2 separate regions of the Gossypium hirsutum genome follow, and region 2 is linked to region 1. A link is a contact called in public Hi-C data. All regions are on one chromosome and are shown on one strand. The core of a region is the stretch at or near the end of the contact, and the rest is flanking DNA. Distances in the headings are between cores, read along the strand shown.

Region 1 (5,528 bases), core at 1,025-3,524:
ACATCGGTAATGACAATATATTGCCAAGAAAAAAGAAATAAAATAAAGAACACACATATTTTACATGGAAACCCTTTCGGGAAAAAAAATCACGGGTAAAGGAAAATAAAATTCACTATGTCGAATTTGAATTAATACAAGAGGAATAGACTATGTCTATTTATATGCTTTGTAAAGCCATATTCTAATAAGAGTGTAGTAAGATTGAAACACCTTATTCTAATTCATTCAAAATAGATGGAGTTTAATAAGGTTTAAAAAACCTTATTCTAAAATAAAATAAAAGAAGTGTAGTTCTATATGGATTTTACTTTTATTTTATTTTACCACAATATTTTATTTAAATAAAGATTCGAGTCACTTAATTCTAACAAATATAATTAAAATAAACCGAAATTATCTAAACAAATAAAACATACGAATCCAAAAATAAAACAGAAACATGCCTGTTTAGTTTCTTTCAAGCAGCCTATAAAATATATAAAAACAAAATTAATCAACATCTCACTAAATAAAAAAAATTGTCAAATAAATCAAAAACAAAAAAAATTACATTCATAACAAATCACAATAAACATTAAACTAAACAAATACTTAACCTAATCATAAATTACTAACAAAATAACTTTAAAATAAATTTAAAAAAACATAAAAATTTACATTCATAACTTAACAAATCACAATAAACATTAAATTAAACAAACAATTTATAATAGTTACTAACAAAATAACTTTAAAATAAATTAAAAGCAACATAAAAATTACAATAAAAACTAAACAGTACTAACAAAATAATTTATAATAATTCATCGTCATAATCCCTTCTATTTAAAAAAAAAAAACAAAAATACCTTATCCTTTTTTCCACCGTTGTTTTCTTTTTTTTTTTAACGTTTCTCTTCTTTTCTACAAGCAGAGGCGAATCTAGAGGGAGGCTGGCAGGGGCCCCGACCTCCCTAAAATAGAAAATTACTATTTAGTCATTTTAGAAATTTTTAAAATTTTAATTTAGTAAAGGTAAAATTGCACTTTGGCCCCCTTAAAATTATAAAAATTTGATTTAATCCTTTAAATATTATAAAGATTTAGACTATTAAAAATTAAAATTTCATTTCGGCCCCCCTAAAAAAAATTTCTGGCTTCGCCCTTGTCTACAAGGTCCCCCTCTTCTTCTCTTTCTTCTGTCTAGTCCCATCATTATATCCAAAAAACATCTAAAGGGTAATATATATAAGGTCCCACAAATCCCTCTCCCTCTTGCTTATCTTTCTTCTTGTGGCCTGAGGATGGCTAGACAGCGCTGACTGATGAAATTGAAGCCTGGCACTAGTGCCGCTTGTTAGGGAGGCATGACTGGTGCCGCCTACCTGCCTGGCACCACCCCTACTGACCTATACTCGTATTTTCGGTCCGTTTTCAAGGCTCGAGCCCGGCTCGGCCCGAAATATGGACCTAAGAATTTGTCCAAGCCCGGCCAGGGGAAAAGATGGTAGGCCCGAGCCCGGCCCGGCCATATTAATTTTTTTTACTTTTTTTTATTAAATAAAAAACTTTAAAATATAATAAATCAAATACATTTAAAAACATAAAAACAAATATTACAACAAAAAACAAATAAAAATGAGACTAAAATAATTCTTAAAATAATACATAAATTAAAATATAATAAAAAGTAATTATATTAAAATTGGAAAATTGAAACAAATTAGAACTAAATTAAGAACCAAATTATATTAATAACAAAAGTTTTACAATATCAAAATAACATTAAAAACAACAAAAGAGTAAAGTAAAAGTACTAAAGTTACTTAAAATTAAAAATAAAAAAATTAATATTAAAATCGGGCTGGGCCGGGCCCGGGCAAAAAAATCTTACCCGAGGCCTGGCCTGTTTTCTAAACAGGCCTCGTTTTTTGTCCAAGCCCATTTTTCGGGCCTATATTTTTACCCAAACTCTCCCATTTTTAGGACGGATCTTCGGGCTGGGCCGGGCCACCCGGCCCATGCACACCTCTAGGCATGACCCATTAAAATATTATTATTTTTACATAAAACGGTTTTCTATTGAAAAAACCTAGGGTGATATAGCATATGCACCACTCTCTACCCTTTAAACGTCCTATTTTTTATATAATTGGACATACATACCGTTTTTGAATTTAATTTTTTATTTTGTAATATTGCTGTAAAAAATTCTATAATTTAAACCTTAACCAAAACTTATATATTTAAACATACATTTTGAATCCAAGAACAAGACTATAAAAGGCAAAAAAAACTATTACTTAGAGGGAAAAAAAGGAAAGAAAATTCAAGTGAGGGTGAAGGACTGAAGCAGGTGAAGAAGCAGTGGGACAAGTGGAGTATTAAGTGCAGTAAGTCAGAGAATTGCTCTTGTCTTGTTTAGTAATAACATGTTTTTTTTTAATTAATTGAAAAATACACATTTTATTAAAAGATATTAGCATTAAGAAAACATTAATACATTGACACAGGTATCGTATTACAGTTTTTGTTTTTGGATTGTCCATCTGTTACGCTATTCTTTGATGCCGCTTCCAAGCTCCAATCCTCGTCCTTTTCTTCTTTCTTCAATGTTTGCTTTTGTTTTCATCCATAAATATTAATTTTTTTTAAAAAAATAAACACTTCGATGTAATTGAAAATCATATACATGCAGGCATTTTTCTGCTATTTTCTAGTCGCTTTACTTTCAAGTTTCCCGCTCTGTAACTTAGAATAAACAAAGGGTATTCAAAGAAATATCCTACCTTTTTTTTTCTCTCTCTCTCATTTCCTTTTTCTTTGAACTTTCAGAGTTTCAATGGTTATCTTCTTTTCTTTTTCATTACCTTTTTTTTTTCTGAAAATATTAGTAACAGTAAGAGTGTAGAGATTGTTGCATTGTTTGATTGTTTTAGTTTTGGATTTTGAATTCTTTTAATCCAAAGAAAGAAAAATGAATACAAGAGTTCGTACAGCTCTTCACTCCATGAAAGCTTCTCCAAATCATGAGAAAAATAAAGTAACTTCACTCTTTTTTCCTTTATATATATTACCCTTTATCTGTTTCTTTTTCAAGATTTGAAGATTGGGTTTTTGTTAATTGGTAATTTGAGTGACCAAAGATTTGTTCTTTTATGCTTAAAAGTTGGAAACTTTGAACAAAAAAATTTGGATTTTATCCCGTTGAAAAATTTGCAATAGGTTTCATTTCAAACTATTTTTGTTGATAAAATTATAAAGCAGAACTTTTTGATCCAAAATCTTAAGTGGGCACTTACACTTGTCTCAAGAAAGGAATAGTGTCTTCTTTAAGTTTCTTTGGTTCAGTTATTTCATTGAATTTTATCATTTTTCCTTTTTAAAATCATTTTTGCCTATCTGATTATACAAAGGAGAAGAAGATGGAGAAGATTAAGGATAGCAGAGCGCTTGGAGCCACCAAAACTGTGACCAATAGGAGAAGATCAAACAGGGAAAGGAAAATGGCCTTATTACAAGATGTACCCACAATTTTTTACCTTTTCTTTTCTTTTTCTATTTTTTTGTAAAATTTTTGATTGTTGTGGTGTTGGTAAATTGAAGGTTGATAAGCTAAAAACGAAGCTTAGACATGAAGAGAATGTTCATAAAGCTTTGGAGAGAGCTTTGACTAGACCTTTAGGAGCTCTTCCTCGCCTTCCTCCTTACTTACCTCCATATGTATGTCTTCTTACTTCATTACCTCATCTCATTCTTTTCCCTTTTTTCAATATGGAACTGCTTGATTCTTTAATGGAATTGTTTGAGGAAGAAACATGTTAAACTTTGTAAAAAAAATTCATGATTTGTGTAAAATTTGGATTTGCAGACACTGGAGCTAGTTGCTGAAGTAGCTGTTTTGGAAGAGGAAGTTGTTAGGCTTGAAGAGCAAGTAGTGAATTTTAGGCAAGGCCTTTATCAAGAAGCTGTCTATGCATCTTCCAAGAGGAATGTGGAGAATTTGAACGAATCCATCCAGCAATCTCCGGTCAGAAGTTCTAAACACCAGCGATCGAGGTCTTTTTCTGTAAACGAGACGAGTTCAATAACGATCATTGCCAGGCTTCAACAGTCTCTTTCTAGAAGTGTTTCAAGCAGAAAGCTATTGCCTCCTGATACCATTTACGATGGATCTGGGAAGTCCGTTAGCAGGCCAACGAATGTGAGACAAGCTTCGACAAAACCAAATTCTGCTTCCGGAGATGTAAGAGGAAAAGAGAATCAATCATTTGGCAATGCTGTGAAGGATAAACAATCTTCTGAAAAGGCAATTTCCAAGGTTGTGACACCGGTAAAGAGACTTCCAACTCCGCATAAATCGGCAGACAAATGTTTGGATCCTTTGAAGTTACAGGTATGTATTGATAATGAATGGTTAAAAGAAGAGTTTTTATCCATATAATGTATAAATTGTGGGTTTTTCTTTGACTGTCCAGCTAGATAGTAGATTAATAGACCAGGAAAGAGCACAAGAAAGCCCTTCTGGGTCTTCAGAGGATAAAGTATCAGAAGCTGATAATACACCAAACCAAATATCTGAAGATATTGTAAGGTGCTTGTCTAGCATTTTCACGAGGTTGAGCACCTCGAAAGGCAAAGCTGTGGAATCCGGGACTTTACCTTCTCGACCATTTGTCAATTCTCATGAAAGGAACAGAGAGTGTGAATGTCAAGACCCTTATGAAATCTGTTCAGATTTGAAAAGTAGAGACATTGGCCCCTATAAGTATCTTTGTGCAATTGAAGCTAATACAATTGATCTGAACCGAAAAACGAACGTTTTGTTTCTGATCCATAGATTGAAGTAAGCTCTTTTGGTTGGTTGGTCTTTTCTTATGCTAGCATTTATATTCAGCTCTATGTCTATGACACTATTGTTTCAGGTTTCTACTAGGGAAGCTAGCCTCTGTTGATTTAGAGGGTCTTAGCCATCAGCAGAAACTTGCATTCTGGATAAACACTTATAATTCCTGTATGATGAATGTAAGATTGTATATCTTGATGTTAATACATTTGATTTTTTTAATATATTCCAAAAGCTAGAGCATAACATTTATGCAATCAATCTGTTAGGCGATTTTGGAGCACGGGACTCCTGAGTCTCCTGAAACAGTGGTGGCACTAATGCAAAAGGTTTGATTCATCATCTTTCTTGTTATTGTTTCTATTTAAAGATTTTCCAAGGATGCTATTATTGGTGTCATTTTATTCATGCTTATCACAAATTTCTGAAATTATTGTAGCTGATAATTAACTGTTAGCGCCTGTTGAAACAATACCCCTCACTGTATCGGACAGTGGTCGCTGTGCTTGAATTGTTGTTGACATAAACTTTTGGACCATTTGACTGAAATTTGTGTATGTTTATGGCTGCCTCAGGCTACAATAGTTGTGGGAGGATACTTGCTAAAGGCAGTAACGATTGAGCATTTCATTTTAAGGCTGCCTTTCCATTTGAAATTTGTAAGTAAAATTGTTCATCTTTTTCAGGGGAGAGTACTGAA
Region 2 (5,528 bases), core at 1,969-4,468, 240 kb before region 1:
CTCTAGAAAGACTTCCAATGCTAAACAAACCGTCCCCACCTCCGCTGCACTTGACTCTCTCGCTGCACATGGACCAGAAAACACAGCCCTAACCACCCCTTATGAGTTTCTCAACACCCCACCGCACTCGGCATCCCCCTCTCTTTCCACACCACTCACGTTAAATTTAACCCCTCCAAAGCACGGAGGACACCAGAAGCTACCACCAGACCCGAATTTCTTACCACCACTCCAACTTTTAACAGGACAGACCCACCAAATTTTCTCATCCACTTTCAATTCATCATACATCGCTCTAATCCATATCAAAGCCCGGATTTTCGTAAAAAATACCAAATTGGACATTTTAGGCCATCTTTTTTCAAACACCAGCTCGTTTCTTGCAAGCCACGCCGACTAGCATGCCCCAGACACCGAGATAAGCCATAAACTTTTGACAACTCCTTTGTATGAGACATTATTACAAAAAAAAGAAAAAGTCCGAGAAATCGACAAAAGGTCTCCACTTCACCTCCCACCATTCCAAAATGTTTCTCCAAAACCCCGCAATAAAATTACAATTGAAAAGAAGATGTTCCAAAGACTTTATTTCTCTCTCGCACCATGGGCACCTATTCCCCAATTGAACAAACTTCACCCCTCTTTTGCCAAGAAACTCTTTTGTGGGAATACGATCAATTGATAACATCCATAAGAAACTTTTTACTTTAGGCGGCACTTTTAAATTCCAAATCCTGTCGAAAGCAAACCTAAATTTTGTCGTTTCAGCACAGATCAACAACTTTGATAATTTCCTCACTGAGAACTCCCATTACTTATCGTGAATTCAAATTAACTGATCCTCCACCTTGGGAATCAACACCATACAACTGACTGCTTCCATTAATCGGGAGACCATGTTAACCTCCCTATCCAAAATACGACAGGAAAAGAAAACAGCCCAATCGACCTCTTTAAACCCATTGGACTTCAAAAAATCCTTAACGAAGCCACTCTTATTCAAAGATAATCGAAACAACCTTGGAAATTCCACTCTCAGCGGCCTGTAACCACACCATATATCCTCCAAAAAATTATCGAATTTTTGTTCCCTAACAACCAGCGAAAAGACTCATTCCCTACCCACTTAACCACTTTTGAATCTTTCGCATTCTCTATAATGCCCCTCCATACCACTGACATGTCATTAAAATTGTTCATTCTAAACCACCAATTTTGAATAGTAGTACCATACTTTGCTGCAATGATCCTTCTCCATAACACTTCTTTATCCATCGCGAATCTCCAGATCCATTTGGCCATAAGAGACTTGTTCTTAACCCTTAAATCCATCACACCTACACCCCCCTTAACCTTAGGCATACAAATCTGTTTCCACTTAACCTTTGCCAACTTCCGCCGACCCCCAGCACTACCCCACAAAAAATTTCGTCTAATTTTATCAATCTTATTAATCACTGCGACCGGTGCCTGAAATAACGACATAAAATAAATAGGCAAAGACAAAAGCACAGAATTAATGAGCACCACTCTACCAGCCCAAGAAAGCGACCTACTCTTCTATCTCGATAACTTTCTCTCCACCCTATCCACAATATCGTTCCAAGATGAGATTTTTCTAGGATCCGCGCCTAAAGGAATGCCCAGATAATTGAATGGAAAAACTCCAATCTTACATTTATAAATGGCAGCCATTCTACTAAAAAATTCCTCATCCACACCAAAACCAACCAAACAAGATTTCCCAAAATTAATGCTTAAACCAGAAAATAACTCAAAACATTGAAGAATATACGTTGAATTTCGAACCACTGCCTCCTCCGCCCTGAGAAATAAAATAGTATCATCTGCAAACTGAAGATGGGAAATCGATTGACTAGGAAGAATGTCCTTAATCCCCTCAATCATCCCCAATTCCTCCGCCTTCTCGAACAACAAGTGCAAAACTTCCATAACCAGAATAAATAAAAAATGGGACAAAGGATCCCTTTGTCGAAGACCTCTATGCAATCTGAACTTATTAGTAACTGCTCCATTAACTAGCACCGCAGCCCTCGCCGAAGACACACACTCCACCATCAGCCCATCCAACGCTCGCCGAAACCCATCTTCAACAAGATTAGTTCCAGAAAATCCCACCTCACACAATCATAAGCTTTAGCAAAATCCAGCTTAAACAACAACTATTCCCCCGCACCACCCTTACACCTAATTGAGTGAATCAACTCATTAGCAATCAAAATGCCATAAAAAATTTTCCTACCCCGAATAAAGGTACACTACGAGTCACTGACCACCTCCACAATGACAACACGTACTCTTCTAGCTAATACCTTAGCGACAATTTTATACAGTGAACTCACCAAACAAATCGGTCTAAATTCTGAAATATCCTGCGGATTATCATTTTTAGGTATCAACGCAATAAAAGACGAATTAATACTCTTTTCCAATTTACCGGAGTTAAAAAACTTAACCATCATCTCAAATAAATCCTCCTTAACAACCTCCCAACATTTTAAAAAAAAACATAAGTTGAATCCGTCCGGGCCCGGTGCTTTGTTTTCATCGCAGCTCCACACCACCTCTTTAATCTCCTTCATTGAGAAGGGTTTCTCCAAACTCGCGATGTCAATATCCCTCAGCCTTTTAAAATTTAACTCCAAATCCAACTCCACTTCCTCGAGTGACAGCTGAAATGATTTCTAAAAAAGTTAAACATTTTCACCTTTAAAGCCTTTGGATCACTAAGCCACTCATTTCCAATTTTCATACCATAGATAGTCTTTCTTTTAGCTTTAAACTTAACTGCTCTTTGGAAAAAAGTTGTGTTTGAATCTCCCACCATCAGCCATGTCATTCTCGATTTTTGCCTCCAAATGGACTCCTTGAATCTACTAAACACTCCCAATTCAAGATACAAAATCTTCAGCTCCTCCAATTCCAACTCAAAAAGATCTCTAACATCGCTACACTCATCTAGGCATCTAATTCTAGCTTCGATTTCATTAAATCTTCTATCCAAGGTATATCTTTCTTCTCTATTCCATTTTCTAAGGACACCTTTGGGTTTCTTCAATTTTTCAGACACCTTACCATTCAAATAACCCATCGAACCCCATTCATTTCTGATAATACTCATATATTCCTTATTTTTAACCCACGCATTAAAAAACTTAAACGGTCTTGGACCCCAATCGGTAGAGCCATGCGATAATAAAATTGGGATGTGATCCGAAACAGAAAGATTTAAACCCTGCTGCTGAAAATCTTCAATCTTTTCTAACCAAACTTCGTCCACCAAAAATCTATCCAGTTGACTCTTCTTATTATCCGGATCATGCCAAGTGAATTTTCTCCCCAACAGAGGCAAATCCACCAAATTACATTTCTTAATAAAGTTCAAAAAATCTTTCGACCCTCTTAATAAACCCACACAATTGCTTCTTTCACTTTTGTTCCTAATTGCATTAAAATCTCCCCCCAGAACCCAAAATTTTATGGACCTCTCTCTGACCTCTAATATTTCCTCCCAAAAAATTTTCTGCTCACTCAACAGATTAGGAGCGTACACATTAATCAAAACCCCTTCCCATCCCTCTACACACCAAATCCCTTCTAACACAATAAATCGATTAGAGCGATATTCCTTTTTCATTATGAAACTCGATTTATCCCATATTGTAATAAGACCTCCCAAACGACCCACTGCAGCAACAAAACGAAAATCAAAATTATCATCTCCCTAAATTCTCCTAGCAAAAACCCCTGACACGTCTACAAGCTTAGTTTCTTGTAAAAAACACACATCCGCTCCCTGCATTTTGACTAATCTGTTAATTGCCTCAACTTTTCCATTAGTACCCAAACCCTTAATATTCCACGATACAATTTTCATAAAACCAATATAAATTCAACCGCACTATTCTTCAGAACAACACAAATTTCAACCTCTAACCCAGATCTCCTTTACTGCTGCGCCTCAAGTCTCATAATCTCCTCAATAACATCTCCTTCATGTCTTTGCACCTTGAGCCCCAATTTCTTCCCTACTTCCCAGGTTTGCCTCGCCTATCTAATGATAACCTTTCTCTTATTGCTCAAATCTGAATCAGACAAAGAAAGATTCACCACTTTATCTTCACTCCCAAACACAACACTGTTTTTATCCTTTTTCCTACTTCGATCTCTTCTTTGAATTTGTTTGGAAGACAGTACCCCCTCTCTCAGTAATCCCATAAGGTCCTATAAAACGAGGACTCAGCTTACCCTTTCTCCCAAATCTGATGACTTTTCTCTACGGGGATACCTTTAAAAACACCTTATCCCTGACTTGAAACTCGATCTCTTTCTGTCCCAAATCCGCGTTGGATTTTTTTCTATCCGAAGTGGCTTTCAAACAGTCGTGAATTACTTTAACTTTCTCTTCGGTATCTTTAACTAAATCAACCCCGTGTGTCTGATTCTCTCTCAGCTCAATTCAATACAAGGGTGTTCAAAACTTGCGTCCATAGAAAGCCTCATAAGGCACCATTTTCAAACTTAATTGACAACTATTGTTGTAGGAAAATTTGACTAGCAGTAAATACTTTTCCCAACTGCCTTGGAACTCGAGAACATAACACCGCAACATGTCTTCTAAGATCTGACTTTTTCTGACTGATAGTTGGTTTGCGGATGAAAAGCCGTGCTAAAATTTAGTTTTGTTCCCAATGCCTCTTGTAACTTTTTCCAAAATCGCAAGGTAAACCTCGAATCTTTATCTAAAATAATCGACAAGGGCACTCTATAAAGTCTCACGATCTTAGAAACATATAGATCGACCAATTTCTCAAGGGAATAGTCAGTACGCACTGGTATAAAATGTGTCGACTTAGTAAGTCTATCAACAACTACTCAAACTGAATCCTTTTTCCTTAGTGTCAAAGGCAACCCTGACACAAAATCCATAGTTACTCGGTCCTACTTCCACTCGGGAACCATCACAGGTTGAAGTAAACCTGAGGGTACTTGGTGTTCTGCCTTCACTTGTTGACAAACTAGACACTTAGAAACAAACTCAGAAATGTCTCTTTTCATCCTCGACCACCAATACATTTTCTTCAAGTCGTTATACATTTTTACACTACCTGGATGGATAGACAAGCAACCACTATGTGCCTCTCACAAAAACCTCTGAATAAGCTCATTATCCTTGGGTACAAAAACTCTGTCTCGGTACATCATACAATCGTTGGTACCAATACTAAACTTTAATTCATTTCTCGTCTCATACTGAGCTATTTTAGCTTGCAGGTCCCTATCGCATTTTTGAGCCTCACAAATCTCTTGAAGGAACGTAGGTCTAGATCTCATATCGGCTAGAACTGAGCTATTATCAATCACAGCCAACTGAGTATTCATAGCCTTCAAGCCGGACAATGATTTCCTACTCAATGCATCGGCTACTACATTAGCCTTTCCGGGGTGATAGTCAATCACCAACTCATAATCCTTTATAAGCTCTAGCCACCTTTGTTGCCGTAGAT

What was found. A called contact is a pair of places that touch in the nucleus more often than the background predicts.
Region 2: a contact with region 1 is called in a Hi-C map of callus, with 4 times the contacts expected there. The contact joins the enhancer-like site here to the promoter of LOC107901482 in region 1. A contact is called at or near these places in 9 of 34 Hi-C or Micro-C datasets (callus, leaf and seedling).

What each region holds. Positions count from the first base shown.
Region 1 is chrA11:30,493,537-30,499,064 of Gossypium_hirsutum_v2.1, reverse strand. It overlaps LOC107901482, which reads left to right and starts at 2,274. Exons shown (of 10, transcript XM_016827514.2): 1 at 2,274-2,375; 2 at 3,399-3,506; 3 at 3,589-3,705; 4 at 3,854-4,378; 5 at 4,461-4,828; 6 at 4,908-5,007; 7 at 5,098-5,157; 8 at 5,404-5,487. The coding sequence starts at 3,408.
Region 2 is chrA11:30,732,166-30,737,693 of Gossypium_hirsutum_v2.1, reverse strand. No RefSeq gene overlaps it. Among protein-coding and RNA genes, the nearest start is that of LOC107960031, 35 kb to the left of the region's middle. Within about 2 kb of position 3,218, at least 5 of the 9 cell types and tissues checked have an H3K27ac peak or open chromatin away from gene starts, as enhancers often do.